Regions from separate parts of the Sus scrofa genome. Here all the other regions are linked to region 2. Evidence: chromatin contacts called from public HiChIP or PLAC-seq data. All regions are on one chromosome and are shown on one strand. Each heading gives the region's core, a stretch centred on a gene start, on an enhancer-like site or on the middle of the called end of the contact. The rest is flanking DNA. Distances are from core to core; before and after follow the strand shown. Region 1 holds the start of PALD1 (paladin). Region 2 holds the start of PPA1 (inorganic pyrophosphatase). Region 3 holds the start of LRRC20 (leucine-rich repeat-containing protein 20). Region 4 holds the start of EIF4EBP2 (eukaryotic translation initiation factor 4E-binding protein 2).

Region 1 (2,700 bases), core at 53-2,552, 230 kb after region 2:
TAGGGCTGCACCCAAGGCATGTGGAAATTCCCAGGCTAGGGGTCAAATCTGAGCTACAGCTGCTGGCCTACACCACAGCCACAGCAATGCCAGATCCTTAACTCACTGAGTAAGGCTAGGGATTGAACCGGCATCCTCATGGATACTAGTCAGATTCGTTTCCACTGTACCCCAACAGGTACTCCCTGACCATTTTTTAATTTTTTTTTTGTATAAAGCTGTATGATATGTTTGTATATTTTGAAGATTAACACCTTGTCAGTTGCTTCATTTACAAAGATTTTCTCCCATTCTGTGGGTTGTCTTTTCATTTTGTTTATGGTTTTCTTTGCTGTGCAAAAGCTTTTAAGCTTAATTAGGTTCCCTTTGTTTACTTTTGTTTTTGTTTTCATTATTCTAGGAGGTGAACCAAAAAAGATATTGCTGCGATTTATGTCAAAGAGTGTCTCACTATGTTTTCCTCTAAGAGTTTTATAGTATCCGGTCTTTTGTTTAGGTCTTTAATCCATTTTCAGTTTATTTTTGCGTATGGTGTTATAGAGTGTTCTAATTTCATTCTTTTACATGTAGCTGTCCAGTCTTCCCAGAACCATTTATTGAAGAGGCTGTCTTTTCTTCATTCTTGCCTCCTTTGTCCGTAGATAACCATAGGTGCGTGGGTTTATTTCTGGGCTTTCTATGCTGATCCACTGATCTATGGTTCTGTTTTTGTACCAGTAGCATGGGCAATCTGCTTTTTAAGGGCTCCGTTAAAAGACTCCTGTGGCACCGGTCCAGAGAGGGCAATCACCTGGCTCAGTTTGCACAGCACAGCGAGGAATTCCCCCCCCCCTCCCCCCGCATTCTCGGTCCTGCCCAGGCTTGGCCTGGTTTTAAAAAACAGAGATGGGCGAGGGTAGCCCAGGCCCGCCGATCTCCCGGAGAGCTGGAGTCTGGGAGGGGGTGTGGCGCCGAGAGCATTCGCTTCTTTCTCCTGCCAGGGAGGCTGGATGTAGGGTTTGGTCATCTTCCAGAACGAGCCGAACTAATGACAAGGGAAGAGGAACTGGCTTCCCAGGCAGTCTCCCCCGCCCCAAACTTTTCCTCCCAAGCGGAGGGTGGGCGGGCGAAGGGAGGAAGCGGGGCTGGGGAAGGTGGGGCCAGCCGTTCCCTCCCGGCCCGGCCGCCTCGGCTCTGGAATGCCAATCGGGACGCGGCTTGGTGAGTGTGTCTTTAAATCCGAGCCCCCCGCCCCTTCCGAGGCTGGGGCCGGGGCTCGAGCTGGCGGGGAGGCGGCGGGCGCGTTGATTGGCGGGCTGGCCAGGTCCGCCCCTCGGCGTGGGGGTCGCGGGGCGCGAGGAGCCGGGCGGCGCGCTCTAGCTGGGGCAGCTCTCTTCGCCGGCTAGCGCGGGCTCCGGATCTCCTGGCCTCGCCTTGTCGCGCCTGGCTTGCCAGCCTCCAGAGCCGCCTCTGCCCACGGATGGGCTGGGGAAGTTGGGAGGAGCGAGCCGGAGCCCGCGCCGTGCGCACCCCGCTGCTGCCAGACTCGGCGCCCGCAGTCCGGGCGCAGCTCGCCGGCCGAAGGAGCGCGGATGCCCCCTGGAGCGGTGGGCTGGCAGGTACCGATGCGTCTGGACCCAGAGCTGGGGAGGGAGGGTTGATTCGGGAGTCATCTGAGCACTCCTGGGGCAGGGGGATGCCCCGACCGCGCATTCCCATCCCCCAGAGCGCACGCCCACCTGGGCTTCGCGGAGTGGAGAGGTCCTGGGCCCCCATCCAAACCCATAGGGGATTGGTGCCTGGGAGAAAAGCGGAACCTCAGCTATTAAACAGTGAGGCGCAGTTGAGTCTTTCTGTCTGTCTGGCTCTGGGCTATACCCACTTCCTCCAGGAGGTTTCCTTCGGCCTGGGTAGATGTTGGGCTAAATGTGGGCTGGCCACACCTGCAATCTTCATGGCCAGGCCTGGGAGCAAGGCCGGTAAACTGGGCTTCCTGTGCAGCTGCGGGGAGGGAAGCTTCATGATGCACACCTGGCGCCCTGGGCTCATCTTTAGGGGCTTGAGGTCCATGGAATTGGAAGAGTCCTGTGGTCCCCGCGGGTGCAAGCTTTGCTGCTGGGCCTCATTTTCATCCTCTCCCTCTGTATGCCTGTGTCTCCCAGGGGAGCACCCTTTTAATCTTCAGAGGTTTTTTTTCCCGGAAGGGGCAAGTGGCCTGTCAGAAAAGCGGAGCGCGGTGTGTGGGAGATGGCTGCCCTGGACTCTTGAAGGGATGGTTGTGTTCTCTTTTGGGGAGTCAGAAATGGAAATAAAGCTCCCCAACATCAGGAAGCTTCCCAGCTTCTCTACTCTCCACCAGAGTTCCGGGCACCAAGTCCTTGGCTTCCTGCAGAGCACCGTGGACCCAGGGACTGAGCGCTTAAATGCCAGGCACTGGGCTCTGCCAGGGAGAATGGGAGGAGTTGGAGGGGTCCGTCCTCAGCCGTTTGGGGGAGACACGATGTGAGCACAGAGAAAGTTCGTGAATACTGGGTTTCCATACTGCTCCCAGACGAATAATATTAGTGAAAATACCAAAAGGCTACACATGATTAATTGCTGAATGAGTGACACAGGCTGGATCACCAGGGAGCTGGGATCCAGTTCTTGTGCAACCATGCAGGTATGTTTAAAATGTTCTGGCTCCATATCCATCCTTTTTTATTTCCCTGTTAGTTGTTA
Region 2 (2,700 bases), core at 116-2,615:
ATCGTTAACCCACTGAGCAAGGGCAGGGACCGAACCCGCGACCTCATGGTTCCTAGTCGGATTCGTTAACCACTGCGCCACGACGGGAACTCCAAGTTGTGTAACTTTTAGAGTTCACTTTCCTTTTCCTCTCACATCAAGCTATTTTTTGCTAGGAGCTTTGTTCTTTCAGTATTTTCTACCATTCGCCCCCTATACCCCTCTCTTCACTACCCTTCATACAACACACGACCTTACAGAATCCGCGGCACCTGCCCATTTCCTTCCGAACAAAATTGTAAAGTTAAAAGCGAAAGGCCTTTGGTGACACATTTTCAAACGCCCCCCCCCCCTTATCTCTAGTAATTTTTTTTTTCCCCCGGAGGGGGAGCAGGGGGGACTCGGTAAGAGGATAAAGATAAACTCTCGGCAGCTTTCCTCCATCTACAAGGCTAAAGGTGATGTCAAGGGAAGCTGAGCGCTGCCAGCCTGCAGCCTCCTCGCTCTTGGTGCAGACGTGGGGGAGATACCCCTTGGACGCGATTCCCTGCACAGGGACCAAAAATTGGCACTTTCTTACTCATGCTTCCCAGATTGACGTCATCTGCTTGACCGGAGGGGAACAGCTTTCTGTTTCATAAGGCTTTTTCCCAGCATCAGTGCTACAGGAAAACATACGGCCGGGAGGCAGGAGCGCTACTGGGACCCCAGAGGGATGGGTCCAGTCCTCCACTGACTGCTCCTGATCGGGGCCTCGATTTCCCTGTCTGTAGGACGAGGGGCTGGACTTGGTGCCCACAATCTGAGCCACTGTGGAGGAATTAAGATCTTAGGGAGTCACCACCATCACCTCCCCCTCCCTGTTCCTCCAAAATGAATAATCCTCTTACAGGGATTAGTTTATTCCCAGGCACCTTTTCTAGGGTGACTCAGTGGTTTCCTTTTCCCCTAAGACACTGCCCGAGCTGAACACCTGCAAAATTAGCCTGGCCCGGGTTCAGGTCCAACCGAACGTGTTCAAGAGCAACGAAGACCTACGCCCTCCTGCTCGCAAGCGGGACGTGTGAAATGAGAGGACGAGGCAGCCCAGGCCCCGGGGACCAGTCCAAGGAGCCCGGCGCGGGCCGCAGCCGCTGGGGCGGTGGGGGGAGACGAGGCCAGGGAATGAATGGGCGGGCAGGCAGGGAGGGGCCGCGGGCCTCGGACACTCACTGAGGAAGACTCGGTACTCGAGGGTGAAAGGCGCGGAGCGCTCCTCGCTGCTGAAGCTGCTCATAGTGCCGGAGACTGGACGCCGCCGCCGCCGCTCAGAGTCACAAACCCGCACGCGGCGCTCACTGACAAGGAGAAGGCTCCGCGCCTGCGCACTGCGGTGACTGGACCTGCTTGGGGGCGGGGAGCCGCCTTTAACTTGCTGGGCGCGGGCGAGCCCACCCCGCGCGCAGGCGCACTCCGCGGTGCCCGCGAGTCCTTGCGCCCCAGCCCCGCCCCCTCAGGCCGCGCCTCCGCGGACTGCTCAGGAGCCCCAGGCTTGGCCACGTGGCTGCGTTCTGTCCCAGCTGGCGGGCTTTGGGCTCTGAAGGGAGAGAGTAAGAAGGTCTCAACTTGGACCAGCTGAGGCTTGACCGCTGACGTCTCGCCCTCTACACACAATGGGAACACACCTTTGACTCACATACCCTCTTACCTCAAAAGACGCTGAGGAGTTGTTTCATGGTTCAGCACGTTAAGAATCCGGTGTTGTCACTGCTGTGGCTTTGTTTACAGCATTGCGCAGGCTTGATCCCTGACCCAGGAACTTCCAAACGCCGCGGACATGGGGTTGGGGAGGGGGAGATAGACGTTTAGGAATCAGCTGCTTCACTTTGCAATCCCCGCTAAGGCTGCTTAAAGGTGAGCAGTTTTCTGATCTGTTTGAGAAAAGTTGAGTTGCATTACTGATACCCTTTGGCTACCAACTAGGTTACATCTCCACTGCTTTCCAGCATATGACAGCGAGCAAATTGATATTAAGCTCTCTGACTCAGTTTCTCGTCTGGGAAATAGAGATAATAATAGTAATGATTTCAAGGGTTGCTGGGTTATTCCCACCCTCCACAAGGAAGATTCAGTCTGCCGCCCCCACCCCACCCCAAGTCCCCTAGGCCTTGAGATGGCAGCATTGGGAAAGCCCACACGTGAGCTCATGGTCCCTTGAGGACATTTCTCTCAGGTGCAAGCTCCTTGGAGCTTGTTTTTATACTACTGTTTCATGTTGTTAGGCCAGACCCCAAAAGCTAAAGCAAGTTCGAGGTTATGGGCAGATGTTTGCTTCACTCACTTCCCCAGTTCTATGTGTGTGTATATATATGTGTGTGTGTGTGTTTCAAAATCCTCGTTAGACAGTGATTATTCACTAATTTGATTGCAAAATTATTTCAAAGAATGTCTAGTTTAACTTAAAAGTTTTGATGGGCTGGGCTTTTTTTTTTGGCCCGGGGAGGGGGGGCATGCAGGTGGCATGAGGAAGTTCCCAGGCCAGAGATCAAACTCACACCACAGCAGTGCTGGCCTGCTACTGCAGTGACAATGCTGGATCCTTAACCCACTACACAAGAGAACTCCTAAACTTTAAAAAAAAGAAGAAGAAGAAGTGTCGGAGTATCGGAGTTCCCGTCATGGCACAGTGGTTAATGAATCCGACTGGAACCATGAGGTTGTGGGTTTGATCCCTGGCCTTGC
Region 3 (2,794 bases), core at 18-2,517, 130 kb after region 2:
AAGGTTTGGGAAGGGTTGGTTTTTGCTTAAATACTGACTGCAGCCTCTGCTAGGGTTCCCACCCTCTTCAGTGAGAACTCTACCTTATCTGAAGCCCGGAGATCCGTGCAAAAGAGCTGCTGCGACACCACGCCTGCACCAGCTGCCCCTATATTTAGTTACTGGCGTGGTCACTTGGGAACTTTAGAGCCTGGTAGCCGCTCTGAAGGGCAACTCGAGCCTCTTGAGCCATGTGTGCAAGCTCCCCCTCACCAATGGCTCCAGCGGGGTTCTCTGGACCATGGCAAGGGACGGAGCTGCTGGGGAAGTGAGAAGCAGTCTTCTGGATCGGACCCAAGCAGCCCCGAAGGCCCACTCGAGGCCAGGCAGAGTTGACCCAATTTTCCTCCCAAAGAAAAGAAGCCCGCTGGGGCGTGAGCGGGACGGGCTGGCGTCTTGTTTTTGAGCCATGGGGTTCTCAGAGCCCCGCGCATGGCTCTCTACGAGCATCTAAGCATCCTCCGGCTGCGCCTCCCAGGATTGAGGGCGGTGGCCACTCCGGGGTCCCCACGCCTCGCGCTGGGGGCCTGCCTCACCGTCTTCCCCACCCCCCTGGTTCCCGCAGCCAATGGCTCCTCGTTGCCGGCCCTCCGCTCGCCGGGCAGGCGGGGACTGGGGAGAATAAAGCAGGCAGAGGGGGGAACGCTGGTGATCGCGGAGGCCCAGAGGCACGCCCTGGGACAGGCGTATGCAGCCCCCCAGAGAGAAAGCAAACCCCGAAAATGTGGCTTCAGGGACGAAATTTACGAGAGCCTCTCCCAACCGGGGCGCCTCCCGCGGGGAACGGAGATCCTCTCGCCTCCCCAGGCTCCCTATTCCCCGGTACCGCTGCGCCCGCTCCCCGAGCCAGCCGGGGTCTAGCTGCAGTCGGCAAGCCAGAGCGGTCGCGGCGCCGGGCCCCTGGGCACCGAAGAAACCTCAGCTGGTGCACCGCTTCTCCTTCCACCCGGTGACTTGGGGGAGGGGAGGGCACGCTGCAGAATTGGGGACACTTCTCTCTCTCCCCCAGCCCCTTGGGCGCTTAGCCTCAGACTCCGTTTACTTTGCGGGGCACGAAGGTGGGGCCCAGTTCCTGGCTGCTCTCTGCTCCACTTACGGCGACAATGCCTCCTAGCGCCCTGCGCAGCGCAGTCACGCTCCCTCGGCCGCCGGCGGCGCCCCATGCAACAGCAGCTCGCGGGAGCCGGCCGGGAGGGGCGCGAAGGGCTGCGGGTTCTGAGCGCGCTGCTGCGGGGCCAGTCGCTGGGCTAGGAACGGCGCGGGGGCGGGAGCATGCCGCCGAGTGCAGCCAATCAGCGCGCGGGTCCCCACGCCGCTCCCGGGAAAGGCGCGCCCGGAAAAGCTGCCCGCGCGCTCTCGTCCGCAGGGTGGATCCGCTTTGTATTCGACTTCTGGAGGGAAAAAGCTTAGCGGGGCGGGAGTGTAGACGGGAATGTGCAACAGATCCAGGATCAATAGGATTGAGCCTCCAGGTTTGTTTTTCTCAAGGTAGGGGAGTTGAATTAGCCAGATCAGGGGGACTTTGGGAAGCGTGAAGGTGGGGACTAGAGAGCTTTTCCCGTGATGCCTTCAAGGCGGCCGTTCTGTTTTCAGAGGCAATAATTCTGGTGACACGAAATTACTCTACGTCTCCAAATCCCAGTGTTGTTTCCTATTAAGATAGGGGTTAAATGTATAAATACCTACTTCACGGGGTCATTGTGAGGATTGCTACATGGAAAGTTACGTGCAGTGCCCAGCATGACGGGTCAGGGGAGGGGAGCTGCTTCTCAGGCCTAAATTTTCAGAGGATTCCCCATAGACTTTTTTTGGTCCTTCAAATTAGTGAAGTTTTTTCAGTTTTATTGAGGTATAGTTGATTTACAATGTTGCATTTAATTTCTGCTCTACAGCAGAGTGACTCAGTAATACACAATATATATTCTTTTTCATATTCTTTCCCATTATGGTTTAATGGACCATATTGAATATAGTTCCCTGTACTATACAGTAGGGCCTTGTTGTTTTTCCTCCCTGTAGACTCTTTACTAGGCTCTGTGAGGAACAGGAAAGAGATGAGGCCCCCACTCAACCAGCAATGACAGTCAGTGAGTCAAGTGTTCTGATAAACAGAAGCATGTATTAAGTATGTGTGAGTCCTAAAGAAAGAACATTTAATTCCACCCCTGGGGATTGGAGCAGTCAGAGAAGAAACCCACATTTGCCTGGGTCTTGATGGATGTTATGGGTTAATTTATGTCTCTCCCTTCCACCAAAAAAAAAAAAAAAAAAGGTATGTTAAAGACTTAACCCCCATACACATCCCCAGAAAATGATCTTATTTGGAAACAAGTTCATTGCAGATATAATTAGTTAAGATGAAGTCATACTGGCATAGGATGTGACTGGTGTTCTTGTAAGAAGAGAAGAGTTACACAGGCACACGGGGAAAGTCCATATGAAGATGGAGGCGGAGTCTGCAAACCAAGAAAACCCGGGGATTGTGAGCGAGGATGAGAAACAAAGAAGAGGCGTGAAACAGATTCTCCCTCAGAGCCTCCAAAAAGGAACCAACTCCTAGTCTCCAAAAACTGAGGAGAGAATAAGTGTCTCTTGTTTTAAGCTATCCAGTTTGTGGCAATTTGTTTCAGCAGCCCTGGGAAAATACAGAGGGTGAGTAGAAATAAAGGGAAGGGAATGAGAAACATCTCCAAGGAAGTCTTTCAGACCTGAATCCCTAGGGTATGCAAGGCCCTTAGAATCGGGTACAGACTCT
Region 4 (3,092 bases), core at 509-3,008, 160 kb after region 2:
ATGCAGAAACAGATGTAAGAGTCCAACTGTTTTCTATTATGCAGGCATTGAAATGTTTGCTGAAATGTTAAAAAAAAAACCCACTGTTCTATTTTTTTTGAAAATATAATTTTTAGGGAGTTCCCGTCGTGGCGCAGTGGTTAACGAATCCGACTAGGAACCATGAGGTTGCGGGTTCGATCCCTGCCCTTGCTCAGTGGGTTAAGGATCTGGCGTTGCCGTGAGCTGTGGTGTAGGTTGCAGATGCGGCTCAGATCACGCGTTGCTGTGGCTCTGGCGTAGGCCGGTGGCTACAGCTCCGATTAGACACCTAGCCTGGGAACCTCCATATGCCGCTGGAGCGGCCCAAGAAATGGCAAAAAGACAAAAAATATATATATATATATAATTTTTAAAATAAAAATGTTATGCTAACATAATGTGATGACATTATTTTATGAATTCACAAACACTTAAAATTCTGTTTTCATTTCTAATACAGTAGTTATCAATATATATAATCCACACAAACAAAAGATCTTTGGGATCCTCGATAATTTTTTTTTTCCGGCAGTGCGCAAAGCATGGGGAAGTTCCTGGGTCAAGGACTGAACCCAAGGCACTGCAGTTACAATACTGGACCCTTAACCTGCTGTGCCACAAGGGAACTCCCTCGGTAATTTTTAAGAATGTAAACTTTAATATCAGAAAGTTTGAGAATCCCCAGAGGAAAGTGTTCCAGATTTGGATTTTCCAGGTACCTCATGGTCTTAACCTTCCCCTGTGTTTTGGTTTCTTTTATCTCTAACACAGTACTCATCCATGTGACTTGGGCAGCTATTACTCTTTCTTTTATTAATGTTTATATGGTGCAGTATATCTGTATATAAGGACTGTCTCTGGAAGAATACACAATAAACTGGTACCAAGAGGAATTGCGAAACTGGAAGACAGTGGCACCGTAAACTTCTATGCTCTGTTTTTTATTTTTTATTTTTTTTAATTAAAAAATAATTTTATTACTACTGTCACCAAAAACAAATGCATATTCTGGTTAGGAAAACATGGCTAAATTAGTAGTGGACTGATACCTTGGCCGTCTATGTTATTTGTGATTATGTGGTTGAACTTGCACTTACAGAGCTGAAAAAGCTGTAGCTGTAACTTTGCATGTAGTTGGAGTATTCAGAGCAAAGTATCAACATGAAAGAATCCCCTCTTCATTATCACGCATTTAAGTTCTCAGTGGTTTGTTGGTGTAGAAAGCGTTAATTAATGTTAATGCAGCCAAGAGCGATAAAGAAATATTATAAGGCTTACTCAGAATCACAACTTTTTTCATACATTTTCTACTTTAAATCTCAAGTTTTAATCTCTTAGATATAAGTTGCTATTATTGCTTGGTGTGTGTGTGTGTGTGTGTGTGTGTGGTGTGTGTTTAGCTGCTGCACCCACGTATGCTCTGTTTTTTAGTACACGGTGCATGCACTGCCTATATTTAATATTGAGCCATTAAAAGTAAAATTACGCTTTTGTTTAGATAGATAGTAAACAGAAGTCAGCTTAAGTATTGTTGACTGACCAAAAAAATTCAAAAACAAACAAAACAATTTTCCGCGCCCACGATCACTTTCGTCTCACTATTTCGCGCTGCTTCTGCCCAGCTAGAGCTTCACCCTCAGGCCTTAAGCCCCGCCTATCACAACCCCGCCCACCATCGTGCCCACGCCCTTCGTGACGTAACGTCCGGTCGACCCACTACACTGGGCTCTCCCTGGCTCCCGCCTTCGCCCGCTTCCGGTCGTCGTCGTAGCCGCTGCTGCCGCTGCTGCTGCTGCTGCTGCTGAGGCTGCTGGCGGAGGCCGGAGGATCGGGCGGCGGCGGCAGCGGCGGCTGAGAGGGCGGCGGCGGAGCGGAGCGGGACGAGGGAACGAGAGGAAGCGAGTGGGGAGCGAGCGGAGCACGTCCAGCCCCGCCCGCCCTTCCGCCCGCCAGAGCAGGAGCAGCCCGGGCCCCCAGCTGCCGCCGCCGCCGCCGCCGCCGCCGCCCGCCTGCCAGCCCGCGGGACAAAGCCTGAGAGCCCGCGCCCAGAGCCATGTCCTCGTCCGCCGGCAGCGGCCACCAGCCCAGCCAGAGCCGTGCCATCCCCACCCGCACCGTGCCCATCAGCGACGCCGCGCAGCTACCTCATGACTATTGCACCACGCCCGGGGGGACCCTCTTCTCCACCACGCCGGGAGGTGAGCGCCGGCCGCCCGCGCGGCCCTCACACGGAGCCTGCAGCGGGCTTCCGAGCGCGTCCGCGCCCGCCTCCGCGGTGTCCCCGCAGTTTCCCGCCACGGTCCTTTAACTCAGGGCGTGTCCACGCTGGGCCGCTGCGGCCACCCGTCTCCACCAAGGCCCCTCCCCCCCAGCCCCACCAAAGCCCCTGTGAGACTGCTTTTGAGGACCTTAACTTCGCGTTCTCGCCAGCAGCTCGATTCAGCGCGTGCCCACTCTGGGAACGTGGCTCTCCTGTAGCGACAAAAAGCCCTTGTTCCCGCTTCGTGGCAGGTTTTTGTACTCGACCCAGTTTTCTCCGCTTCGCTCCTCTCCCGAGCAAATTTGTCTACACTTGGCCTGCATTCACTCCCTCACTCCGCGTTACCTCTGTCTCTTACAAATTGTGTATTTGTGCACATTCATGCTTGATTTCGGAGCTGTCTCCTGGACGTTTTTAGAAAGGAAGTCGAGAGATTTCGCTCCTGGGACCCTGCGATGACTTGTTTTGCTGCTTTTAGAACACCAGGAGGAGACTGGAATGCGGAGTTTGGAAGCCTCGCCCAGTGTTATCCTGCTTTGACAGCATTGTTTACACTGCTGGACGAGGCCCCACGGGTGGGGGGAGTCCCCAGGCTGGAGGAGGAATGCTAAAATAATGCTCAAGTAATGGCCCAGGGAAAGGAGCACTGGCAGCCTTGAGGGTAGAGTTCTAGCTGCCACGCTTTTGGAAATAAGCTGAAGAGAGCATTGGCAAGGAGGGCACCCTCGCCGGTGGGATTGCTTGATCCTGGGGAAAGGGCCGTGCAGAGCGAGGTTCCTGAGTATTGCTTTTCAAAGTACGACCAGGAACT

What was found. HiChIP or PLAC-seq counts read pairs in DNA pulled down with a chosen protein or histone mark.
Region 1: an H3K27ac HiChIP or PLAC-seq map of alveolar macrophages shows a contact between it and region 2. The contact joins the promoter of PALD1 here to the promoter of PPA1 in region 2. A contact is called at or near these places in 1 of 47 Hi-C or Micro-C datasets (embryonic fibroblasts) and 1 of 2 datasets of contacts at active chromatin or transcription factors (alveolar macrophages).
Region 3: a contact with region 2 is called in an H3K27ac HiChIP or PLAC-seq map of alveolar macrophages. The contact joins the promoter of LRRC20 here to the promoter of PPA1 in region 2. A contact is called at or near these places in 1 of 5 promoter capture datasets (liver), 21 of 47 Hi-C or Micro-C datasets (adipocytes, adipose tissue, brain and 12 more) and 2 of 2 datasets of contacts at active chromatin or transcription factors (alveolar macrophages and skeletal muscle).
Region 4: a contact with region 2 is called in an H3K27ac HiChIP or PLAC-seq map of alveolar macrophages. The contact joins the promoter of EIF4EBP2 here to the promoter of PPA1 in region 2. A contact is called at or near these places in 1 of 47 Hi-C or Micro-C datasets (liver) and 1 of 2 datasets of contacts at active chromatin or transcription factors (alveolar macrophages).

The regions. Positions count from the first base shown.
Region 1 is chr14:73,399,686-73,402,385 of Sscrofa11.1, forward strand. It overlaps PALD1 (paladin), which reads left to right and starts at 1,303. Exons shown (of 22, transcript XM_021073790.1): 1 at 1,303-1,598.
Region 2 is chr14:73,166,323-73,169,022 of Sscrofa11.1, forward strand. PPA1 (inorganic pyrophosphatase) reads right to left here and starts at 1,366. Exons shown (of 11, transcript XM_001925080.6): 1 at 1,192-1,366. The coding sequence starts at 1,255. LOC102163044 (a long non-coding RNA gene) reads left to right here and starts at 1,678. Exons shown (of 3, transcript XR_002338432.1): 1 at 1,678-1,872.
Region 3 is chr14:73,295,393-73,298,186 of Sscrofa11.1, forward strand. LRRC20 (leucine-rich repeat-containing protein 20) reads right to left here and starts at 1,268. Exons shown (of 5, transcript XM_001925274.5): 1 at 1,136-1,268. LOC110256844 reads left to right here and starts at 383. Exons shown (of 1, transcript XM_021073886.1): 1 at 383-2,502. The coding sequence starts at 472. The coding sequence ends at 900.
Region 4 is chr14:73,321,851-73,324,942 of Sscrofa11.1, forward strand. It overlaps EIF4EBP2 (eukaryotic translation initiation factor 4E-binding protein 2), which reads left to right and starts at 1,759. Exons shown (of 5, transcript XR_002338867.1): 1 at 1,759-2,219.